Linked DNA regions of Ovis aries: region 1 is linked to region 2. A link is a contact called in public Hi-C data. All regions are on one chromosome and are shown on one strand. The core of a region is the stretch at or near the end of the contact, and the rest is flanking DNA. Distances in the headings are between cores, read along the strand shown. Region 1 holds the start of ASPM (assembly factor for spindle microtubules). Region 2 holds the start of LOC101105935 (membrane cofactor protein-like).

What was found. Hi-C and Micro-C count contacts between places; a contact is called where the count stands out from the background.
Region 1: a contact with region 2 is called in a Hi-C map of tail adipose tissue, with 3 times the contacts expected there. The contact joins the promoter of ASPM here to the promoter of LOC101105935 in region 2. A contact is called at or near these places in 4 of 16 Hi-C or Micro-C datasets (blood, liver, skin fibroblasts and 1 more).

What each region holds. Positions count from the first base shown.
Region 1 is chr12:75,496,878-75,501,906 of ARS-UI_Ramb_v3.0, forward strand. It overlaps ASPM (assembly factor for spindle microtubules), which reads right to left and starts at 2,227. Exons shown (of 28, transcript XM_042229282.2): 1 at 1,776-2,227. The coding sequence starts at 2,072.
Region 2 is chr12:75,158,198-75,163,262 of ARS-UI_Ramb_v3.0, forward strand. LOC101105935 (membrane cofactor protein-like) reads right to left here and starts at 2,080. Exons shown (of 9, transcript XM_027976095.3): 1 at 1,888-2,080. The coding sequence starts at 1,930.

The sequences.
Region 1 (5,029 bases), core at 977-3,476, 340 kb after region 2:
CTCTGCACATATGGAATCAGATTCTGAGTGGCCCCAAGTATTTTACCCTTAGGTGATTCTGATGCCCTCAGATTTAGAACCACCAGTCTCCTCAAAACATCCCATCCTTCTTGGTGCCTATCTGATGCAGCTTCTCCTTGTTCTTAGAATTTCCCCTCATCCTCCTAACATATGTCTTTAGGAAGGAACCATGCCTCCTGTCTTTGAATCAATATAAGTGAAAGTGCATGGGATTTAAAGACCTGGATGAGAATCCCAACTGTGTCACTCGCCAAGAATAAAACTATGTGTAAATGTTTTCCACCCTCTGAGCATATTTCCTCATTAAAAATTAAGAATGGAACATTTATTCAGGACACAGTCAAGATCTTTGCTTGAAGCTTTCTCTCATTTGAGCACCATGCACAGCTTTAGCTGGCATTATTTCCAACTAATAAACGAGAAAATAGAGACTCAGAAGACTGAACCGAGCTGCCTAACTCTGATCCACTGCACACAAACCCTTTGACAGTGGTGCCTTATCCTCTAATGTAAATAATGACTCCATGAGTTTGTTGTAAGGATTAAATAAGGCAACAGACTTGAGAACAATTTGTAAAAGGTAAACATTATGTTTGTATGTATTATCTTAGTGGTTGAGTGGAATCAACACACCCAAACCTGAAGCTGAGGGAAACCAACAGGTAATAAAAGACAAGCTTTGTTTTAAAGCAGAAACCATAAAACATCACAAACATATGGTTTAAAAGAACAGTTAACTTTTATAATATAAAAGTACAATTCTAAAAAAAAAATTCAAAAACGTTAGTCCCACAAAACAAAAAAGAATAAGTAGAAGTATAGTGTAGATAGAAAAAACAAGTATTTGTTTTCCCACAAAAAGAAAAGCAAACATTTATAAACTAGAGGGGAAGGGCAGGTTCTTAACTGTAGCTGAACAAGTGCTTAAGTCAATGGACCTCAGCTTAGAGCCTTGTATCACTGCGTTAGGAAGCGGTTATTTAGACAAGGAGTGGGACTCTCAGCTAATTTTTTTTTTTTCTTCTCACACTTTCAGAGGTTCTAACCAATGGAAAGACTACTGCAGTCCAAATAACGATGTAAATTCTCTAGATTTTGATGACAGGAATGGGAGCTTGACTGTGCCCAATGTAATGCAGAAAAGCTACCCTGGAAATCCTTGAAACGGCAGTCACAAAATTGAATCACCATTAAAACTACACTACAGCAAAGGAAAAACCAAAAGATTAAAATAATAAAGTGTGCATACTTGTTGAAAACACCCCTGAGAAAGTGTTTTTTATTTTGTTGCTATTTGGCCAAAACGAAGCTCACCAGAAGAGTAGTTACTCTGACACTCCATGGAGCCAGTTTCCCTTTAGAAACTAAAGCGCATATTAAGATGACTGACAGAAAGCAATTTAAAAACCCTACTCTCATCAGAGTACTCCTGGCAATCTTAAATGCAGACAAGAAAATGGATAGATGGATGAATAGATGAGAGATAAGAATATTAATTGTAAACGTGCCATCCACTCCTCTAGAACTGCCAATCTGCTCGAGGCCCTAAGTCAAGGCAGGAATGTGCTCCGAAGGATGCCCGGCGCGGGCGCTGTCACCGCCGGGTCCCCGCCCACCCGGGCTCCTCTTGCCCCGGGGACAGGGGCTCACCAGCGTCTGAGGGAATGAATCACTCGGCTTTTACTCAGGTCCGCTCCTGCCCCTTCCGAGCCCGGCTCCCGGAGCGCGGCGGGGAGGCCGCACCCCTCTCCTACCTGCAGCACGAAGGCTCTCGGCCAGATCGTGAAGCCGCGTTCGGCGGCGGGGCCGCGGGACAGCCGCACGGCGGCCGCCTCCTCGTTGGGGTTGTCCAGGGTCAGGGGCAGCGTCCGCGAGGCTCCCAGGCGCACGTCCCCGAAGCAGAGGAAGGGCGACCTGCAGAAGTGGCTGAGGGACAGGACGGCCGGGGACGCCGCCTCCTCCTCGGCGCGGGGACCCCTCGGCCCCGCCCGCGGCCTCGGCTCCGGCGGGCTCCGCTCCCAGCAGCCGCGACCCCGCTGCCAGGTCGCCATCGAGGCCTCTGGGTGCGCCCCGCTGCTCCGAGCGGCCTCCGCAAGAACGCCCACCGCCTCCCCTCAAGGAGCTGTGGGGATCGAGAAAGAACTCGCCCCCTTTACTGTCCAGTTGCTAGGACCCAGGAAGGCGTCCGGACGCACAAACTCAAACTGGAGAGAGAAGCGAACTGAGAAGAGGTTTTGCCCCGTTTAAAATTCCCGCCTCCACCAATGGGCTTCCCAGGTTCCGCCCACCTTCAAGCGGGACCAATCGGTGAGCAGCAGTGCCAGCCAATGAGAAGCCGGCGCCTTATTTAAACGTGGCGGCGACGGTGACGGGTAGCTCTCGCTGAGGAGACAGCTATGGGAGCTGGGTCTCGGCTGCCTCTGAGGAGTGGAGCTCAGGCTCGGAATACACCTTTCGATTTTGCGAACAGGTTGGTGGAGGCGAAGAAAGTCACAGCACTTCCTCCGGAAATGCAGCTGTCTTGGCGGTTGCCGGCACGGTCATTCCCTCACAGTACTTTGAAGGAGATCAATGTACTCGCCCAGGATCCCTCCGCCACTTCCTGGGCCCAAAAGGGAGAAAATGAGGAAAATGAAAATTAAATGTACAGTTAGTGTGGACGTGCTGATGTCAGTGCGTGGTGTCGGTGCAGCGGCTCAGTAATTTACCTGCTGGTTCTTACCTCGGGAATCTGGGAGCAAAACCAGGTAAACAAACAAAACCCGAGATTCCCAGTAATTCATAAAAGGTGGTCTTGATGGGCATGGCCCCCGACAGATAACTTCTCGGTTTTCATTTCAATTGTAGATATCTGATAGTAATGATTGTAGCCTACATGTTACTCTCTGCCAGGGGCTGTGTTAAGCCCTGCACGTATTTATCTCCACCTTCGCTTCCACCCTGGGGGGAAGGGACCGTTATTCGTGATTCACAGAAGAGCGAGGCCGGCGTCCAGCCAGCTGGGAGTGGCGAGGCCAGGAGGGGCACCGGCGGTTCGGCTCCTCTTGCTGTCCCCGCTGCCCGCGCTGCCTCTAAAGACAGGAGGAGACTGAAAAATAACCCGTGGATGTGCGTACAGCCGCACAGAATACATGAAAAGAAAACTCCCTGAGTGGAAAACCAAAATGAGGAAAGTGAGATCGGAAATTGTATTCACTGACACCCAATTTGACCTGATGTTGAACCCTGGTACCTCAACGATATTTAATCAAACGTGTTTATGGAGGTTTCTTAAAAAATCCTTCAGGACTGATGCACAAGGAGAGTGCTACTACATACATTTTTAGCAAAATGTTTAAATGAATGACAATAACTTTTAAATACACAATTTATATTTATTATTTTGTACAGTGAATGTTACTCATCAAATTAACGTTGCAAATATAGGCCCTGTTAAGCTTAAGTCACTGAAATGTTTGTCTCAACTTTTTTAACATGATAGGAACATATTTTGTTTCTATATGTTCTCCCCTCACAGGTTTCTCTTCATAAAGCAATGCTGTTGATGCACAATTTTTAAAAACCCAAAATGAACTATACTGGATATTTTTTGTTTGCCCTCCACTTCCACCCTTCACCCTTTTCCAGCCTGCTCTTGGCTGTGAGATGCTGGCTGTGTTCTGTATTTGCTACATCCATAGGTTTCTTACTCTGTGAAGTCTGTTTTAGCCAAAGAGGTAAGCCAGGGTACTCCCCCCACCCCTTCCACCTTGGGCTGGCTCCATCTCCACATTAAAGTCACAAGTAGCTGGAGAGATGCTCTCTCCTATTGGAGATCTGGGTGTGGGGACACCACAGTGTCACTAGGCCCAGGATAAGACCCTATTGCTTGTTTCCTGCAACCCAGACCTCTCTTTGTGAACAGTCCCTTTATTAAGCTTCTTGAATTACAGTAAATTGGAGAGGGCCAACTATTTCCTTAGTGACCTTGGCTGATACAACAATGGCCTTGGGAAATTGCCTCTTCAGGTAGAATTCTGAATTGAGTTGCTTATAATTGAGGAGCACAGGGGTAAACTCTTACTAGCAAGAAACACACCATGACAATCCAAAGGGTGGGGTAACATCCTGGGTCCTCAAATTATCCACTGGACACTGTCCAAGCTTAGTGTCGTCCGGTTTTACCTGACACCCTAGAGAGAATACATAGAGAAAAAAAATGAAGGTACCACTAAGAACATATTGAGAACAAGAATGTGTGGATAGGAGCTCTGAAGAAGCCCCTCACTTCCTGTTGTCTCAGGGAACATATGGCCAAGGATCAAGCCCACGTCTTCTGGTAAATGTGGCAGCACTAATTAAATACCCAACCCTGCCAGCCTCTTAGCTAAGAGGAGAGAGTGGAACCCTGTGAAAATGTATCTTCAGTTCAGTCACTCGGTCGTGTTCAACTCTTTGCGACCCCAAGAACCTCAGCACGCCAGGCCTCCCTGTCCATCACCAACTCCCGGAGTCCACCCAAACCCATGTTCATCGAGTCGGTGACACCATCCAACCATCTCATTCTCTGTCATCCCTTTCTCCTCCTGCCCTCAGTCTTTCCCAGCATCAGGTTCTTTTCCAATGAGTCAGCTCTTTGCATCAGGTGGCCAAAGTACTGGAGTTTCAGCTTCAACATCAGTCCTTCCAATGAACACCCAGGACTGATCTCCCTTAGGATGGACTGGTTGGATCTCCTTGCAGTCCAAGGGACTCTCAAGAGTCTTCTCCAAACCACAGTTCAAAAGCACCAATTCTTTAGTGCTCAGCTTTCTTTATAGTCCAACTCTCACATCCATACATCAGTTCAGTTCAGTCACTCAGTCGTGTCTGACTCTTTGCGACCCCATGAATCGCAGCACGCCAGGCCTCCCTGTCCATCACCAACTCCCGGAGTTCACTCAGACTCACGTCCATCGAGTCCGTGATGCCATCCAGCCATCTCATCCTCAGTCGTCCCCGTCTTCTCCTGCCCCCGATCCCTCCCAGC
Region 2 (5,065 bases), core at 830-3,329:
ACACTGCACACCTTTTTATCAAACTTGGAAAATGTGCTACAAAATCATGGTTCCAGTCGGTGGGGAAGATGAAACTGGATGGTAGATGCATCATCAGTTGTAAAGAAAAGACACTGAATCCAAGTCTTCAGAAACAATTCATGACTGTTTCTTACTTTTTGTCTGTTTGCCTTCCTTTGCAGGTAGGCCCCCAGCAGGTAGGTTGGGGTATAAAAGGCTTAATGTTTTTATAAAACATCACATACAGTATTTTGATCAGTTAGAATTCACTCCTATACATGGTTAACTTACTTCTTTGGAACTTTAACATGCATAAAAAGTATGAGGGTAACTAGGTGGAGAAGGTGATGGCACCCCACTCCAGTACTCTTGCCTGGAAAATCCCATGGACAGAGGAGCCTGGTAGGCTGCAGTGCATGGGGTCGAGAAGAGTCAAACATGACTGAGCAACTTCCCTTTCACTTTTCACTTTCATGCACTGGAGAAGGAAATGGCAACCCACTCCAGTGCTCTTGCCTGGAGAATCCCAGGGATGGGGGAGCCTGGTGGGCTGCCTTCTATGGGGTCACACAGAGTCGGACATGACTGAAGCGACTTAGCAGCAGCAGCAGGTGCAGTAAGGCAGGAAGAGAATGATTCAACCCATTAGAAATTAAAAGATTTTTTCCCCAGCAGGTGGCACTACAGCACAAGTCTTTGGTTTCTCTCCTCTGTGCTGCCTCTGGCAATATCTGCAAGTGGGCACTTTCATCCTCCATTGCCTCTTTCACAGGTCTTGCCCAGTGGCCACCTTATTACTTTCTATACGTCTTGGGTGTTGGTGCCTTGCTGCTGCCAGCGTCAATGGCATCACCACGTGGGGCACAAGGATGGTGACTTCTGCTGCCTCCAGGATCCTGAGTTACAGCCTCCACCACCAAAGAGGAACTGGGAGGGTGGGGGGAGTGGGTGGGGGGCCCCACCCAGCACACGTTCTTACCTGACCTCCAAATGAACTTCCCAGCCCCACACAAAGCAAGCAGTAGCTTCCTGGGCCCACACTCGGCACCACTGGATGGCCACTTCTACAAAGTACACACTAGGGAACACTTTGTGTGGGCTCCCCTAGCCCAGCCAAGCCCCAGGGGCACAAACACCCCTACTCCCAAGTTATCAAACTGCCCAGAGAATATAGGGCAAACCCTCCCCACAGGCGCAAGAGCAGCCTAACTACATTCCCAGGCACCTGAGCAAACCGTCACCACCAGCGCCAGGTCAGCAGTCCTGTGGTTCGAGTCTGAGTGAACTCCGGGAGTTGGTGATGGACAGGGAGGCCTGGCATGCCGCGATTCATGGGGTCTCAAAGAGTCGGACACGACTGAGCGACTGAACTGAACTGAACTGATGAGAACTGACTCGTTGGAAAAGACCCTGATGCTGGGAAAGATTGAAGGCAGGAAGAGAGGGGGACGGCAGAGGACGAGATGATTGAATGGCATCACCGATTCAATGGACATGAGTCTGAGCAAACTCCAGGAGATGGTGAAGGACAGGGAAGCCTGGTTTGCTGCAGTCCATGGATTTGCAGAGTCAGATACGACTAGCGACTGAAGAACACCAGCCTGGCCCTTGGTAAGCCTCAGCTTCGCCCATCACCCCGCACCGCTGAGTTCCCACCGCAAGCAAGACGTCTCTTCCAGCGCTATGTGGTCCCTACTCCACGCAGCACGACCCGCGGACGCGCTGGTCACGCTTTCTACCCCAATTCCTTATGACCCCGGAGTGGACCCAGCCCCGCGACTCTCACGAGAGACTAAAAGCAAATCTCCTCCCACCCTCGGTTCCAGTCGGCCGGCCTCGCGAGCCGCTCCGGTTCCCCACCAGCGCGCACACTCTGCAGGCTCCTACCGGAGACTGTGGGCAGCAGAAGCACGAGGACCACCAAAAGCATCCCTATGAGGCACCAAACAAAGGGGGACTCCCGGGGCGACCAGGAGGGGCTTGCGCGATACGAAAGCCTCTGTCACTTTCGGGGAGACCAGCGGGAAAGCTGAGCCCAGACGGTGGACCTCTGAGCTCGGTTGCCAGACGCAACAATCCCCAGACTCACAGGTGTCCGGAGCTGTAACGCGGTGGGGCGTGACTGGGCCGTGCCGGGGGCGGGGTTAGTGTCTAGCGGGGCCAATGAGCGGGCTGCAAGGCGGGGCCTCGGCGCCAGGAGCGGTCCCTGCTCCGGGAGGGCGGTCCCCGCGCTTTAGGGGCGGTTCCTGCGCCGGGCGGGGCGGGGCGCGGCGCTACAGAGGGTTCCCCGTGGGCGCGGAGACGTCGGCACACCGCGCGTCTCTAGTTCCTCTGCCTGCAGACCTGAAGGAGGGCCGCGGCGACTCGGCGGGAATAGCTGGTTCACCGGCTATTGGTGAAAAGACTGCTAACCACCTTACGCAGGAAGGGTGGAAAGGAATAAAGGGCTGGCGTGGTCATCATTGTCCTTTTTCCGGAAAAATCAAGCGTCACAACCTGAAGATAGAAATCTAGAGCTTAGCCAGTGGTCACTGTGGGACCGACACCCGTCATGACTCCCTTTGGGACCCGGGGCCCTCCAGATTGTCAGGACACCTGGGCCCGCCTTGCTCGGTCTTTGCCAGTAGTCAGGCATCATTCACGACAGTATTTGAAATTTCCGTGGCTGAGCCTCTGCTACTGAAGCCTCTCATGGCCGGATAGATTCCAGAATCACGAAAGGTTTGGCCATCGCTCTCCCAACTGCTAAAATCCGTTTGTTCTACCCTATGTTCCCAGGAGAGCATATCTGGGAAAGTAAATGGTTAAACAACCCCGGGCCGTTAGCATAATGGGTCTTAACTCTGTGGAAGCCTTGCTATTGAGGGACTAAACGTTTTATGGAAGATGAAATATACATACACGAAAAAGGAAAGAAAGGTGCATTAAGGGCCAAATTCTTGGAAGCAATGAATGTCATTATAGTTGGGAGGATTAGGAATTGGTTGGGTGAAATGGATAAAGGGGAAAACTTTTCTGTTGAAACACTCTTACACACAATGCTGGAAAATTAAGAGTGAGCACAGTTTATGTGTAAAGTTGTAAGTCAACCTGTATGACTAGTAGAAGAAAAATGAATGTAACCTGACTGGCATTAAGGAGCAAACAAAAGGGGCTGCCATTTTCTTATTACTTGGCAAAGAATAAAAAGGTTAAGCAGTGTGAGTAAATGTGTTGAGGGGACCAATACCCCCAAACTTTTAGTTTTTAACATAACATTTTTGTATGTTAAAAGTTTTCATACGGACATGACTTTTAAATCATCAGTCCCATTGAGAATTTATTCCAGAAAAATCACCAAGCCATTATACTTTGGAGAAAAATTTAAATCCTATGTGTCTAGCAGAAGTCTTAAGGATTTTATGATAGGTAGTTTACAGCATGGAAGTCTGTGCAGCTGTGTAAAAAAATATGAATGTGAGAAACTATGATATATTTTAAGTGGAAAAAGAAGGCTCCAAATCACTACATAACTTGTCATTCCTTCTATTGAAATAAAAGTCCTACTTGATACACATAAAGGGATTAGCAGGAAATATTCCAGAATTAACTAGTAGTTGATAGGATTATGTATATTTCATTTTCTTTGTGCTTTTCAGCTTTCTGTATTGACCCTATGTTACCATTTCTAATCAGGTAAAGGGAAAAAAATATTTACATGTGACCGGCATTTCAAATGTTCATAGAATGGTGGGGACAAAGCCTGCATCATATAGAATAAAGCAATGAGAGGATGGTGAGGAAATGGAAATTCTCCCTGTAAAAGTCAAATGCATCAGCTGGAATTACAATACTTGATATACATTTCAGCAATTTTATATCTGAAATATACTAAAGATATTCTGGGGTACACAAACCATGGGATTTCTTCTTCCTCCCAGAACAACACAGTTTTTTTTTTTAATTCTTGGAAGAGCTTATAAAACTCAAAGTGTGGGTGTGATAAAAAACATCTTACTGTCTTGTTTTTGTGGCCTGTGGGTTTCTCTAATTGTGGCACGCAGAATCTGGGGTGTGCAGGGCAGGTAGTTGTGAAGCACGGGTTTGGTTGCCCCATGGCACGTGGCAATCTAGATCCCGAGACCAGGGATCAAACCTGCGTGTCCTGCATTGGAAGGTGGATTCTTCACCACGGACCACCAGGGAAGACCACACCTTAGTATCTTGGATTAAAAAATCCAGACTTTCTATGATAACACAACTAAATGAGATATAAGGAGACATACGAAAGAAAATATAATGAGAGGGCATTGTCATTTCTTTTAATTCTTACGGCTGTGAAAGATTGATATAAAGGAAATGTTTTGTGGCTCAGTGTTGGCAATACTTTATGAGAAGAGGGAATCCTTTTATTGTTCTCTGCAACCATCTGTACACAATATTCCATCTAAAGTATATATCATAGAGCTGAAATAACTTATCTTTTATTTTTAGGCTTGAAAGTAAGTTTCTTTTTAATTTAGCATGGTTTTCTATTTACAGATGATAGATTAGATTCAAAGGTTGTGTTTACTGAAACTTTATGACCAGTGAAATTTCTGCACCTAGGATCCATCAAATCATTCTAAGTATAATTGAAGACTTCACATTGATTTCTGAAATTATTTTTGACCCAACGGAGGTTCCATTTGAAAGATTTTGGGCCTTGTTCCCTATTTTTCTGAACAAGCTCCATGAGGCAAAGATGTAGTTTTCTTGCTGTATCTCCAGTACTGAGACAGTTCTAGACCTATACTAAGGGCATAAAAGTACCCACTAGATACTGAAGGAAATAAATGAGTGTTGCCATCAAATGCATTTAACATGTGTCTGTTGATCCCCCCCCTTGCCTGGATTTACCAAATTCTGGGAAATTCTGAGAAATTTTGATTTTAATAAGGTTAGACACTAAAAACAAAGCAGGATTTTTCTCTGAAACGAATGACCTACAACTGTCTGCACAGAAAACTTTCCTAAATCAGGCCGACAAGCTGACCTTATGAAGTGAATCTGTTCACTATTTAACATTTAGCCTTGAGATCATTTT